2 separate regions of the Ovis aries genome follow, and region 2 is linked to region 1. The links are chromatin contacts, called in public Hi-C maps. All regions are on one chromosome and are shown on one strand. Each heading gives the region's core, a stretch centred on a gene start, on an enhancer-like site or on the middle of the called end of the contact. The rest is flanking DNA. Distances are from core to core; before and after follow the strand shown. Region 1 holds the start of PLBD2 (phospholipase B domain containing 2). Region 2 holds the start of DDX54 (DEAD-box helicase 54).

The links. Hi-C and Micro-C count contacts between places; a contact is called where the count stands out from the background.
Region 2: a contact with region 1 is called in a Hi-C map of muscle, with 2.9 times the contacts expected there. The contact joins the promoter of DDX54 here to the promoter of PLBD2 in region 1. A contact is called at or near these places in 10 of 16 Hi-C or Micro-C datasets (blood, hypothalamus, mesenteric adipose tissue and 4 more).

What each region holds. Positions count from the first base shown.
Region 1 is chr17:61,134,410-61,138,685 of ARS-UI_Ramb_v3.0, forward strand. PLBD2 (phospholipase B domain containing 2) reads right to left here and starts at 2,167. Exons shown (of 12, transcript XM_027956558.2): 1 at 1,828-2,167. The coding sequence starts at 2,117.
Region 2 is chr17:61,268,234-61,272,509 of ARS-UI_Ramb_v3.0, forward strand. It overlaps DDX54 (DEAD-box helicase 54), which reads right to left and starts at 1,789. Exons shown (of 20, transcript XM_042234659.2): 1 at 1,594-1,789. The coding sequence starts at 1,767. It overlaps RITA1 (RBPJ interacting and tubulin associated 1), which reads left to right and starts at 2,066. Exons shown (of 5, transcript XM_060401231.1): 1 at 2,066-2,326; 2 at 2,500-2,641; 3 at 3,290-3,655. The coding sequence starts at 3,354.

The DNA.
Region 1 (4,276 bases), core at 917-3,416:
AGTCGTGTCCAACTCAATGCTACCCCACAGACAGCAGCCTAGCAGGCTCCTCCGTCCCTGGGATTCTCCAAGCAAGAACACTGGAGTGGGTTGCCATTTCCTTCTCCAATGCATGAAAGTGAAAAGTGAAAGTGAAGTTGCTCAGTCCTGTCCCACTCTTTGCGACCCCATGGACTACAGCCTATCAGGCTCCTCCATCCATGGGATTTTCCAGGCAAGAGTACTGGAGTGGGGTGCCGGTGCCTTCTCCGTTAGCTCTCCTGCTGCTAAGTCACTTCAGTCGTGTCCGACTCTGTGCAATCCCATACACAGCAGCCCACCAGGCTCCCCTGTCCCTGGGATTCTCCAGGCAAGAACGCTGGAGTGGGCTGCCATTTCTTTCTCCAGTGCATGAGTGAAAAGTCAAAGTGAAGTCGCTCAGTCATGTCCGACTCTTTGCGACCCCATAGACTGCAGCCTACCAGGCTCCTTCGTCCATGGGATTTTCCAGGCAAGAGCACTGGAGTGGGGTGCCATTGCCTTCCTTCTCCAATTAGCTCTGCTAAGCAGAGCCAAAAATATATGAGTCAGCAGAGACTGGGTCACCAGATTCTAGAGTCAGATCTCACAGAGTTCTGGTTTCCTTTGTGGATGCCAGCCCACCCTGTGGCTTCCTCTCCCTGGAACCCCTCCCAGATTAGCCCCACTCAGCTCCTGTGTCTGCAGTAAAACCTCTTCCCACGATCTCAGGTCTATCTGTCTAACACCCTCCCAAGTGCCACAAAGCCCCAGAACTGGGGTGTCCTCAGTGTCCTGTGTCTCCCCAACACCTGCAGGAATGAATGCATGCCAGCAAACTGGATGAGTCCAGGATGGGACAGTGTCCTTAGGGACATACAGGGTTCCCTAAGACCCTCCACACAGCCTGGGTCCTGGGCCTGGGCCACGCTGACAAGCCTAGGAGGCAGATGTTCCCCCACTTCCAGGATTTTCCCTCCTCACAGTTTCCCCCACTGAATGGGGGGCCCCTCAACTCTGTGTCCCCATGGCCAAGCACACCAGGTGAGTGAGTGAATGAATGAATGGGCACAAGCCCTGGTACAAGGCCTGAGAAAGGCACCGCCCAACTTCCCAGGCAGAGCATATCCTCAAATTCCAAGCCACAAGATGGGGAAATGAGAGCCCAGACAGGCAGAGGAGTTAGGTAAGAGCCAGACATCAGAATGACAGCCCAGAGCCCAGTGACAAGGACAGTGACGATGACTGCCAAAGATGGAGTCCTTGGCTCCATACTGAGCATCTGGACAAGCGACTTTCCCCTGGACCAGGAGAGACGAGGGAAGCGGGGAGCAGAAGCCAAGCAAGGATACCATCTGGGTCTTTGTGAATTCGGGGACTCTCTGTTTTCAGACTGGCCTGGAATCCAAGCTCAGTTCTACTGCTCTGGTTCCAGAAAGGAGGCAGGTGGGGCTGGCACCCACAGGGTAATCTACAACGAAGGAAGTGAGAATTTCTCCTAGAGAGGTAGTACTATCCCTCCGGTCCCTGGGAGTGAGACGGGGGTTGGAGGAGGAAAGCGCTGGCCTATGTGGGGATTACTGTGTCGCCAGGGAAACAGAGGTCCTCTCATCCCTGGCAGAAGGCAGACTGGCCCCGGTGAGCTGAGGGAGGCTGCACTGGCCCCACCCAACCACGGCGCTGCAGCCTCGGAGGAGGGAAACTGGCCCGCAGGGAGACAAGGATGGGACTCTGTCACCGGCAAGAGGCCGGTCCTAGGGGCCGGCGAGGCCCGGCGCCCACGCAACTCCCTCCCCCGGCCGGCCCGCGCGAGATCCGGCCAACCCTTACCCGGTCTCGCGGATGGCGTTGGTAAGGTTGGCCCAGGCTACGGCGTCAGGGTGGCGGCCATCCACCAGGCTCAGCTGGCCCGTCTCGGGGTCCAGGAGCAGCGAGCGGCAGCGGGAGGCGGGCGGAACCGGCATCCCCCGCCCCCGTTGGCCCCTCGGGGTCGGGATCGCGCCGGTCAGGCCGCTCAGGAACAGCCCGACCAGCAGGGCCAGCACCAGGGCCAGCGCCAGCGCCCGCGTCACTGCCCGGGCCAGGCGGCCGCCCGGGGAGCCATACATCGGGGCCACCATGACGGCGCGGAGCTGGGCGCCGCAGCCCGGCTCACGTGACAGCACTCCTCCGCGGAGGGCGGGGCCTGGGCGAGCCGGGGAGGGCTGGATACGGCAGGCGACGGGGCTTGGGCCGAATCCTTTCCGAGTGGGCGGTGCCCTGGGGGCGGGACGTGAAGGGCGGGGCCATCTTAAAGGGGACAGGCACCCTCCTTTGCCTACTCAAACCTTTCCGTAGCACTCTTCCTCCCAACTTTTTTTTTTTCTCTGAGACTGTGCGATCTTCGGAGAAGGCAATGGCACCCCACTCCAGTACTCTTGCCTGGAAAATCCCCTGGACGGAGGAGCCTGGAAGACTGCAGTGCATGGGGTCGCTGAGGGTCGGACACGACTGAGAGACTCACTTTCACTTTTCATGTTCATGCGTTGGAGAAGGAAATGGCAACCCACTCCAGTGTTCTTGCCTGGAGAATCCCAGGGATGGGGGAGCCTGGTGGGCTGCCGTCTCTGGGGTCGCACAGAGTCGGACACGACTGAAGCGACTTAGCAGCAGCAGCAGCAGCAACACTAGTAAAGTAATGCTCAAAATTCTCCAAACCAGGCTTCAGCAGTACGTGAACTGTGAACTTCTAGATGTTCAAGCTGGTTTTAGAAAAGGCAGAGGAACCAGAGATCAAATTGCCGACATCTGCTGGATCATCGAAAAAGCAAGAGGGTTCCAGAAAAAACATCTATTTCTGCCTTATTGACTATGCCAAAGACTTTGACTGTATGGATCACAATAAACTGTGGAAAAATCTGAAAGAGGTGGGAATACCAGAGCACCTGACCCGCCTCTTGAGAAACCTGTATGCAGGTCAGGAGGCAACAGTTAGAACTGGACATGGAATAACAGACTGGTTCCAAATAGGGAAAGGAGTACATCAAGGCTGTATATTGTTACCCTGCTTATTTAACTTCAATGCAGAGTACATCATGAGAAACGCTGGGCTGGAAGAAGCACAAGCTGAAATCAAGATTGCCAGGAGAAATATCAATAACCTCAGACATGCAGATGACACCACCCTTATGGCAGAAAGTGAAGAGGAACTAAAAAGCCTCTTGATGAAAGTGAAAAAATTGGCCTAAAACTCAACATTCAGAAAACGAAGATCATGGCATCTGGTCCCATCACTTCATGGGAAATAGATGGGGAAACAGTGGAAACAGGGTCAGACTTTATTTTGAGGGGCTCCAAAATCACTGTAGATGGTGATTGCAGCCATGAAATTAAAAGACACTTACTCCTTGGAAGAAAAGTTATGACCAACCTAGCTAGTATATTGAAAAGCAGAGATATTACTTTGCCAACCAAGGTCCGTCTAGTCAAGGCTATGGTTTTTCCAGTGGTCATGTATGGATGCGAGAGTTGGACTGTGAAGAATGCTGAGTGCAGAAGAATTGATGCTTTTGAACTGTGTTGTTGGAGAAGGCTCATGAGTCCCTTGGACTGCAAGGAGATCCAACCAGTCCATCCTAAAGGAGATCAGTCTTGGGTGTTCATTGGAAGGACTGACGCTAAAGCTGAAACTCCAATACTTTGGCCACCTGATGCAAAGAGTTGACTCATTGGAAAAGACTCTGATGCTGGGAGGGATTGGGGTCAGGAGGAGAAGGGGACGACAGAGGATGAGATGGCTGGATGGCATCACTGACTCGATGGACGTGAGTCTGAGTGAACTAAGGGAGTTGGTGATGGACAGGGAGGCCTGGCGTGCTGTGATTCATGGGGTCGCAAAGAGTCGCGCATGACTGAGCAACTGAACTGAACAGAACTGAACTGAATGATAGTCTAATACAGGGTCTTTATTCAAATTTTACCAGTTGTCCCCAAAATACTTCCTTTGTCTTTTTCTACTTTGACCCAGTGTCCACTCCTCACACAATACACGAGAATCAAGTCCTAAATGGTGAGCATCTAAATATAAAGAGTGAAACTTTAATTACCAATAGGTGAGCGCATCCTCAGTCGCTTCAGTCGTGTCAGACTCTTTGAGACCCTGTGGACTGTAGCCCGCCAGGCTCCTCTGTCCATGGAATTCTCCAGGCAAGAATACTGGAGAGGGTTGCCATGCCCTCATCCAGGGGATCTTCCTGATTCAGAGATCCAAACCGCATCTCCTGCATTGCAGGTGGATTCT
Region 2 (4,276 bases), core at 539-3,038, 130 kb after region 1:
AAACTTATATGGCACTTACTATAAGCCAGGTGCTGTGCTGAGCGTTCATGTAAATTAATTCACTCCTCACAACAACACTGTCAAGCAGCTATTATTATTTAGCCTCTTTTACAGAGAAGGAAACTGACACACAGAGAGGTGAAGTGACCTGGCAAAGTCACACAGCCAGTAAGGGATATGAACCCTGGCCTCAGAGTCTATATTCCTTCCTATGTGCCCCTCTGCGGTCCAACACAACCCTCTAGGTCAGAGCTGCACCTGTCTTGTACAGTCCCCGAGATGAGAATGGTTTTTAAATCTTAAAAGATTGTAGCAAAATCAAAGAAGACAGTTGTATGACCTTATATGACCCTGCAAAGCCTAAACTAGTTACCATTTGGTCCTTTACAGGGAAAGTTTGCCAACCTACCCCTGCTCCAGACACATGATAACAAAGTGCCTTTTAACACACTGGTGCCCCAGCAACATTTACTGACGAGCAGAATGTCTGAACACTGTCATTCCTCCTTTCCACAGTGTTTGAGGCATACAGACTCAACTACTTTCTGCATGTGCAGAAGCTGAGGCACACACAGAGAGATTAAGCAATTTCTCCCATGTGTACTCCCCCACAGCCAGTACAAGGTGTTGAACACATGGCTGTGCCTTGGTCCCTAGTTATAGAGAACCTTCTGTGTGAGGCTCGGTTGAGATGGAATAAGGTCCCCATCTGGTCCCTACTTCTGAGGAGCAGAGAGGGCTCTCTTCATATAAACCCCCACTCATTCATCTATTATACCCAGAGTCTTCTCTGTGCCAGACACCCGCTAAGCACAAGGTTGTGAGAAACAACAGGCTATAGCTCTTTTGCTCCACTGGGGCTCACACCTGTTCCCCCTCCCCCCGCCCCCCCCCCATTTGCATACACTCAGCACTCAGTAGTGGAAATAGCACAGGGTCTGGAACCATACAGTCCTGGATTTGAATCCTGGCTCTCCCACTCACAAGCTATGAGGTTTTGGTAAAGTTCCTTCACCCCTCCAGGCTTCTGTTTCCTTCTCTGGAAAATGAGGATAAGCACTCAGCTCGCAGGGTTGATGTGGTGATTAAATGATAAGGCTTATAAAGGCTTTTAGCACGGAGCCTGCACACAGTAAGTGATCAATAGACGCGAGTTTAACTTATTATTAGTTTCCCAGAGGTTTGGGGGCGTCGCTGTCTCAAAGCCACGAGGTGCAGCCTTCTCCTAATTTGTCTGCCGAAGAACCCCCAAACTCTCAAAAGTCCAATGTTCAGCACCCGCACTTTTCATTGGGCGAATGGAAACCAGGACCCGCCCTCGATGGCCAGGAAGAAGCCAATGAGAAGCGCTAGACCAAGCGTCAGCCAGGAAGGCCCGCAGGCCCCGAGCTTACCCAACACAGAGGCTTCGGGAGTCTAGACCCCAGGTGTGGAGGGTCCTGGGACACGTGCTCAGGCCGGAGGTCCTGCCTTGATCCCCCGGCCAGCCGATCTCTCCCCATCCTCAGCCGTGCCCGCTCCCCAGCTGGGGGAACTGCCGGGCACCGCGCGGAGCTCGGGTTCCGACGTGTATCCCAGCCCTGCGCTCCCTACCTTCTGGGCCCGGGCGTCATCTTCTGCCTGGATCTCAAACTCGCCGTCCTCCGAGTCGCTGCTGCGGGACTGGGACGCCGCACCCCGGCGCTTCCGGAGCCCCTTCTTCTTCTTCCACTGGGCCATGGTAGCTCCGGACCGCGGGGCGGCCGCCGGGCGCGTGCCGGCAGCCATGCGGGCCCCGGCGCCGGGAAATGGGAGGGGGCGGAGCCCATAGGGACATACCAACAGCGCGGCGGGGGCACGGGGGACGCCTCCACGCGGCCCCGGCTGCGTTCCTGCTCCTTCTGCTGCCTCCAGGGGCTTGATCCACATGCACACACACACACTCCCCTCGCTGGCGCGGAAGGTACCCCTTCCGAAGCTTTGGGGAACTCCGGGGGGCGTCCGGAATCGGGGGCCTTAACTCACCCCCGAGGAGTAAATGGTTCCGGCCGCCCCGCCCCATCCTGTCACTCACGGGTTGCTGTTTGACGCGCGTCCGCGCGCGCGGAACACACGTCGCTAGGGCCCGGCTGCCAGCTCTGAGTCGTTCCGCCCCGTACCCCGGTCTGGGGTTGGAGCTGGGGGCGGCCTTGGAACTTCCCGGAGTCGCGGGCTCCCGGGATTCAGAGCTGCCGATTCGGATGTCCGGCGCGCGCCTCCGATGCCCGAGCGCCCCACAAAGGAGTCCAGGCCTGGGAGCAGGGGACGCTGACGGTAACGACCGACGTCAGCGAACCAAGATGCTCAGGTAGGAAAATAACTCGATAATGCGGGCACATCGGACATCTCCGGGACGTGGACTTGGGGATCAGTGAATGAGGGGCAGCTGGAGGACTGGGTGTGATCCCCTAGTAGGGGAATGGTTAAGTGCAGGAGCTTTAGACCCTTAATCAGGTTCAAATTCAATTTCCACTGTTTTAGCTTTATAGGTGTGACTGACACTTGCAACTTCACCTTTTGAAGCCTTAGTTTTGTCATCTATAGAATGAACATAATGGAAGCTACCTCACAGGAGTGTTGAGAGGATGAAATGAGACAATGCTTGTAAAGCTCTTTGCAGGAGGTAGGCTTGGGATCGATCAATGCTGGTTATTATTTCTGCCCGATAAATATGTACAAGATATAGAAACCTGCCCTGTTTCCCCCATTCCTCATCAGCATAGTTGATTTTCTGTGTGGTGCCAGAATAGGCAGAGGCCCAAATCTCTTGTTCATTCCCCTAGTGTTCTATAAATATTGACTGAACACACACCAGTATGCTAGGAATGCGCATTTACTCATTAAATATTCATCTGTAGCACCCCTGTCCCCGTGATTTCTGTGTGCTCACTCACTCAGTCGTGCCTAACTCTGCGAATCCATGGACTGTAGCCCGCCAGGTTCCTCTGTCCATGGGGATTCTCCAGGCAAAAATACTGGAGTGGGTTGCCATGTCCTCCTCCAGGGGATCTTCCCAACTCAGGGATCAAACCCAGGTCTCCCACATTGCAGGTGGATTCTTTACCATCTGAGCCACCAGGGACGCCCACCCCTTCATTACAACAACTCAAAAAATGTCAAATTTCTGAAATGTTCCCTGGGATTGGCAGCTCCCCTTTGAGGAAGACTGGTTGAGGGAGAATGTGACCTTTTTGCCCTGGGGATGGGCCCTTAAAGTGATTGCCAGTCTTTTCTGATGACAGATGGTTGCTACCCTGACCCCTTTTCACAGGGAGCCCTGGATGTAGGGCCTGGCAAGCAGAGCACCCCTGCTGTCACTCAGGACAACAGAGAGCATGAAGACCCCGGTGGAGATGGCCATCAGCGGGATGCAGACCCTCCACGTTCAGCACCGTGGCCGGAGTGGCTACCGGGTCAAGGTTAGGCCATCATACGTGGATGAGACTTTGTTTGGCAGCCCTGCAGGCACCCGGCCCGCACCACCAGACTTTGACCCACCGTGGATGAAGAAGGCCAACAGACCCAGAGGAGTGGGGACAGGGGTGTCTCAGGCCTTGGGGGCCAATGGGAGCTGTGAGTCCACCTCCTCCAGTGGCAGCACCCCAACCCTCACACCAAGGAAGAAGAACAAATACAGGTAATAGGATAGGAAGATTCCCTGCCATTCATCTGCTGTGTGACCTTGGGCGAGCAATTTGACCTCTCTGAGCCCGTTTCCTCACAGTGGAAGGTGGGACCCAGTGGGATTATTGAGAAGACTTAAGGGGATGAGACATGTACAGTGGTTGGCACAGTTACCCGACACTCAGGAATAAATAAATGGTAATGGCATTAGACTGGACTTCTGAGGCCCAGAGGGGTGAGGTGATTTGTCCAACAGAGAGAGAGAGTGTTGGTCGCTCAGTTGTGTCCAACTCTTTGCTACCCCATATACTGTAGCCTGCCAGGCTTCTCTGTCTGTGGAGTTTTCCAGGCAGGAATAGTGGAATGGGTTGCCATTTCCTTCTCCAGGGGATCTTTCCAAACCAGGTATTGAACCTGGCTCTGCTGTACTGCAGGAGGATTCTTTACCTTCTGAGCCACCAGGGAAGCCCTTGATTTATCCAAAGTCACAGAACAGTTTGCATAAGATTATTAGTGTGGTTGATCCATCAAATGACATAGATATGGTGATTCCAAACTGAAGCAAGTCATTTTGAAAATGGTTCTTGCTTCATTTTCACCAACAAGTTAGAAAAATGGAATCTAATGCCAGTGG